Regions from separate parts of the Mus musculus genome. Here region 2 is linked to region 1. Evidence: chromatin contacts called from public HiChIP or PLAC-seq data. All regions are on one chromosome and are shown on one strand. The core of a region is the stretch at or near the end of the contact, and the rest is flanking DNA. Distances in the headings are between cores, read along the strand shown.

Evidence for each region. HiChIP or PLAC-seq counts read pairs in DNA pulled down with a chosen protein or histone mark.
Region 2: a FOXA1 HiChIP or PLAC-seq map of pancreatic cancer cells shows a contact between it and region 1. The contact joins two enhancer-like sites. A contact is called at or near these places in 1 of 15 datasets of contacts at CTCF or cohesin (embryonic stem cells), 8 of 484 Hi-C or Micro-C datasets (embryonic stem cells, primordial germ cells and stem cell-derived neural progenitor cells), 2 of 115 datasets of contacts at active chromatin or transcription factors (embryonic stem cells and pancreatic cancer cells) and 1 of 9 other capture datasets (embryonic stem cells).

Annotation. Positions count from the first base shown.
Region 1 is chr10:85,349,913-85,352,858 of GRCm38.p6, forward strand. No RefSeq gene overlaps it. Among named protein-coding and RNA genes, the nearest start is that of Gm34712, 3.8 kb to the left of the region's middle. Within about 2 kb of position 1,344, at least 12 of the 459 cell types and tissues checked have an H3K27ac peak or open chromatin away from gene starts, as enhancers often do. A contact at or near this core is called in pancreatic cancer cells, where this site is marked.
Region 2 is chr10:85,654,675-85,657,374 of GRCm38.p6, forward strand. The region is part of intron 16 of Btbd11 (BTB (POZ) domain containing 11); the gene reads left to right. Among named protein-coding and RNA genes, the nearest start is that of Gm6713, 55 kb to the right of the region's middle. Within about 2 kb of position 1,432, at least 26 of the 459 cell types and tissues checked have an H3K27ac peak or open chromatin away from gene starts, as enhancers often do. A contact at or near this core is called in pancreatic cancer cells, where this site is marked.

The DNA of each region.
Region 1 (2,946 bases), core at 94-2,593:
AATAACATAGCCTTTATTTTCTACTTTGTCAAGGTTTTATTTTATTTTATACTACCATGGAATGAACAGAGAGCCCCTTTATGTGTCACTTTTAAATTTTCATGTACTTTCGGTAGGTTTGTGACATTTACAGTTCTTATAGGTTTATTCCCTTATAGACTATTCAGATATTGTTTTGAAATATTATGGGAAAGCAAAGCCATTGGAACCTCTGCTAACATTGGGATTATATGAATCTGCATCAGAATTCCCTATGAACAGACTGTCCTTATGGGCTCTGAATGCCAGGAGTCTCTCTGTAACTGTCAAGATTGATCTTGGTTTAATGAGTCCAAGACATAAATAGTAGGTTAGTTCTGACATCATTCTCATTTCTTTGTCTATGACTTTGGCATTCAGCAGATGCTAAAAAATTGCAACATGAGAGTCCATCTTCTGAGCCCAGGCTTAGATACTTAGCTTGAACCCTCTGAGATACATATAGATCAAACTAAATCCACATAGATACAGACTAGATATAGATGATCTAGCCTTCTATAGTCAGGACAGGGCTTCTACTAGAGTTCAGGGTCACTGCATTAGAAATCATCTTCAATGCAGAGATGACAGTCAACTAATCAATATTCCTTGGGCACGGTCATTTATCTGCCTAATGGACATCATACATCTCTGTCTAATGGCTCAGAGTCATTACTTTTTACATGATAGCTAGGCAAGTCCCTGAATATACACTAAGACTATAGTAGATTTTGAGTTGAATATTCTAGGTTTGGGTCCCAACTAACACCACGGCTTGCTTTCTGTTGTAACTCACATAAAAATCTTAATGTCTTCCATTCTTAAATTTCTTATAAACAGCTTAAAAAGAATTTTCTGACTCCTAGGATTATTATAAATGCTTATGGGATTACATTAACAACTGAGTTGGTCAGCAGAACACAGTGATTGTGTCTGTTATTTACAGAACCATCCAACCTGGGTTCAAATTCCAGTTCTACTGCTGAGTTACGGACGAGTCACTAACCTGCGAACAGTTCTGTTCCAGTTTTCTCACCGTGAATAATCAAGGCCTTCTAATGTGTAATAAATATGAGTTTGTATTCATGAAGAGTTTAGCAGATTGCCTGGGAGCTGTGTCTGTGTGTGTGTGTATCTCTCTCTGTGTGTGTATGTGTGTATGTGTGAGAGAGAGAGATCTAAAAAAAATTAACGAAAAATTTTCCATATAGATATTAATTGTCTTCCTTTTCCCCTTTAATCCAGCTGCCTAGCTAGCTCTTCAAGAGAGGAAACGATATTAATCAGATATGCTTAATCATAATGGAGTCATGCTGGCAGGCTGGGAGACTCACTTCCCTTTCTGGAATATTAGTGTTCAGTACAGTAGTCTTGGCATTTGCTCAAGGTGTCTCTGTCTAGCTTGGTAAACATCATTAACCCAGATGAAACTCTGGAAAAGCCTGTGAGTTCAACAGGAATTTGGAGAAGGAAACAATCATGCCGAGCAAGAGCAACATCAGAGCTCTTGAGGACCCAGAAGAGCATAAACAAAAGCCCCATGGAGAAACTAGTAGAATGTTGGGAATGTCAGAAAAGATGTTTCTAGGGTTTGGTAGGAAACACACATTAAAAGAAGAGCTGTGAGCAGTTTATGAGGGTTCCTGAATTCCAGCATCATTCAGCCATAGGAAAATGTTTCTTGTAAATTCTTGGATAAAGAAATAAAAAGGGGAATGGCATATTAAGGAAAATTAGTTTATGAAAGACGATTTGACAGTAGGTGCCAGAATCCTTTGGAAAGTGGATACACATTGGTCCTATGGCTGTGCTTCTAAGGGTTAACTTGAGGAATAAAGTCAAGCTGAGCCCAGATGTTCACCCGTTAAGATGTCCATCTCGCTGTCATGTAAGCCAGAACACATGTGAATGAGAGAATGCCTGGATGCCCAAGCCTGCAGGACCTCCCAGGTAAAGGATGACACACCTATACTCTGGGCAGTCTAGAAACAAATTTACAAAGTCTAGAAACAAAATTAAAGATTAATTTTGAAGAATATATCATGGATTTTTCTTCTTTTCTTTTTGTTTTAATTAGATATTTTCTTTATTTACATTTCAAATGCTATCCCAAAAGTCCCCTATATCCTCCCCCTGTCCGGCTCCCCAACCCACCCACTCCCACTTCTTGGCCCTGGTGTTCCCCTGTACTGGGGCATATAAAGTTTGCAAGACCTAGGGGCCTCTCTTCCCAATGATGACCAACTAGGCCATCTTGTGCTACATACCCAGCTAGAGTTACGAGCTCTGGGGGTACTGGTTAGTTCATATTGTTGTTCCACCTATAGGGTTTCAGACCCCTTGAGCTCCTTGGGTGCTTTCTCTAGCTCCTCCACTGGGGGCCCTGTGTTCCATCCTATAGATGACTGTGAGCATCCACTTCTGTATTTGCCAGGCACTAGCATAGCCTCACACGAAACAGCTATTTCAGGGTCCTTTCAGCAAACTCTTGCTGGCATATGCAATAGTGTCTGGGTTTGGTGGCTGTTTTTTTCTTTTCATATATTTCTATTTTTTTTCAGAAAGAAAAATGTATGGGCATGTAAGTATTCAAAGCTTGGGGCTTAGAATGTGTGTAAGAGCAGAATTATGTGAGTCTAATGTCAGATCAGGCAGGTCCACAAGGAAATTGTAAAAGCCAGGTAAAGGGTGAAAATAAAGTTATCTATTATTTGGACAAAGACAGGAAACTGTGGGCTGAGATACGTCCTGCCAGCCTTTACACATACACCTTCATAATGCTCAAACTAAGAAGACATCACAAAGCTGTGAAATTGCATAAGTATGTGGTTTACAACTCTTGTGATCTAGATAAAGCTCTATTTGGGAAATCATGAAACCTTTCAGTGTGGGGTCTAGTTGGCAGAAATAGATTTCTAAGGGTGGACC
Region 2 (2,700 bases), core at 182-2,681, 300 kb after region 1:
GTCCTCAACCCAAGGGGTTTTCTTCCCTGCTTCAGATCTGCTATCTCTTTGGCCTTGTTTCTTCCTTGTACACTGGAAGGTACGCTAGGCAACAGTGGTCTCTTTAAGAGTGTCATTCACTCTTCAGTGACAAGAATTACATCACAGACTCATTCCTCAGGCCTGGACTGGGCTCTCAACTCTGCTTCCTAATCAGGCACTAGCTGATGTCTCTGTTAACCAGTAATCTTGAATAGAAGATTTTAGAACGGTGGGCCTCAAAATGTGGTCTCCAACTCAACAGCAGGCACAAGGAATTTATTAGGAAATCATACCCCAGATTTATCAAACCAGAAACTTGGGAGGTGGGGCGGGGAGAGAGGTTGTTCCTAGGCAGTCGCATCTATCAAGCCAAAAATTGGGGGTGAGGGGTGTTCCTGATTCCAGTGTAAGTTCAAGTGTGTGTTAATTATGTTTCTGTTGCTGATAAAACACCACAACAAAGGCAGTTTATAGAGGGAAGGGCTAATTTGGGCTTCCAGTCGGATAAGAGTCTGTCATGGTAAGAAGGCATAGCAGCAAGAGGCAGGCTTGATGGCAGGAGCAGGAAGCTGAAGGCTCACATCTTCAATCAGCGAACACAAAGCAAAGAAAATGGATTTGAATGGGTGTGAGGCTTTTAATCTCAAAGCCTGCCCCCAATGTCATACTTCCTCCAGCAAGGCTATATCATCTAAACCTTTCCAAACAGTGTGCCACCAACTGAGAACCAAGTGCTCCAATGCCCCAAACTGTGGGGGGACACTTCTCAGGCAAACTATGCAAACTACCACTTTCCTTCCTGTTTCTGTGCTCTTTCTCTCTCTCATATTCACATGATATTCTGGTTAGTGTGGATTACACCCAAATCTGGCTCCTAAGAATCTAAGCATTTTTCTTTTTCTTTTTGAGAGAGTCACTATATAGCTGGCTTTGAATTCTCCATCCTTCTGCTTTGACCCTGAAGACTGAAATTTTTACCTGAACCCCAACTAAGCAGTATTTGTCTTCACCTTAAATGGGTTGCTTTGCATAGTGGCACTACCCAGAGAGACCTTCTGTGCTCAGGAAGAGGACCAGTGTCTTCTTCCTCTCCTCCCTTAACCATGACCGTTTGATCACTGTGGGTAGCTTTTCTGTGGCTTTCCACCTTGGCTGAGTCCTGTCTGTATCCTAAGAGTCCTTAGCATGTTCCGTCAGCAGCACATGCCCTGATGTAATAATGAAAACTGATGCCATGTGAGTCCCAGCAGGGAATACAGGCCAAGAGCACCCATGACAGGGGAGCAGCCTCCTACTATACCCTTGTGGCCAGGGCCTCTGTTTTGACAGACATCAGCTTCCACTTCCAAGATCCCATCCTGGAGTGGTGCCAGTATTAACATCTGCCATTTGTGATATTTGCATGTGGGAAAGGGCAGGGCCAGCTGCTTCCTGCCCTGTGTGTACACTACTCCTCTCAGCTACGGACGGTGCAGCCTCCACAGATGATCCCCAGCCACTGGGATTCTTGTACTGACAGATTGTGCTGCGGGTTGACTGTAGAGCAATAAGAAGCAGGGAAGCACCAGTTGCTACAGACACTTAGAGTAAACAGCCAGGTTCCAAGTGTTCACAGGGACGTCCCCAGCATCCTCTGTGCTTCAGGGAAGTACTTGAGACAGCTATGGCATTTAGACAGATGAGAAACCTGGCCCTTTGATGCATCTCTTCTTAGCATCTCTTAGCATCTCTTCTTCCCAGACGCTGTCTTGACTGCTCAGGGTTGAGCCTCTGATGGCCCTTTCAGGTTGTCTGTGTTTGAAAAAGAAGACAAGCTGATTCATCAAATACGGGAAGGCTCAGTCACGGTACCAGTATTGTGAGGGAAAGAACACAGGAGTGTCCTCCTCTAGGGCTTATTGACCTACGTTTTCATGACTAGGATCGTACTCATCTGAATGTAATAAAGAAATCGGTAAGGCATTCTAGGCCCAGTGACTCATTCCTGTAATCCCAACACTCTGGAGGCAGAGGCAGGAGGATCAGAAGGTGGAGACAGTCCTCAGCCACAGAGAAAGTTGGAATTCAGCAGCCAAGTATGTGAGACCCTCATCTTAGAAAAGAAATTAGTAAGGCACGATCTCAGCATTTGAAGATGTAACAGGACAATAAGCTGCAAGCATGTTCTGCGGAGCGGCAGATAATCATCGGCAACTTTGCTCGCAATACCGCAGGCTTGGGAGGAGAGATGGTTTGTTTTAGTGTTTTATTTTGTTTGCCCCTACCTGATTCCACCTCTAGTGTAGAAACAATCACGCACAAGCAGATAACCAACAGTGTGGCTGTATTCTATTAAAACTTTATTTATAAAACAAATTGTGAGCTAAATTTAACAGTGGGGTAGGGGGTGGGGGAGCTGTAGTCTATAAGTCTCTGTCTAAGAGATGAGAGATGAGAGTTTCAGTCCCGTGTGGACCTGTTAATTGGTTGTGCGGAGAGGATAAGAAGGTGCTGATCTATAGCCACATTCAGCTAATGTTAGCAGCTATAACAAATGTAAGTATGTTGCATTACATTACTTTTCATTGATACTAACTCGTGTGGCATGACACTTATCTACAAAGCAAGCTCCAAGGGCCACTCTGAGCCTCAGTTTCCCTATCTGTAGAATGAGGTATTGCGGTAAATATTATTTGGGGG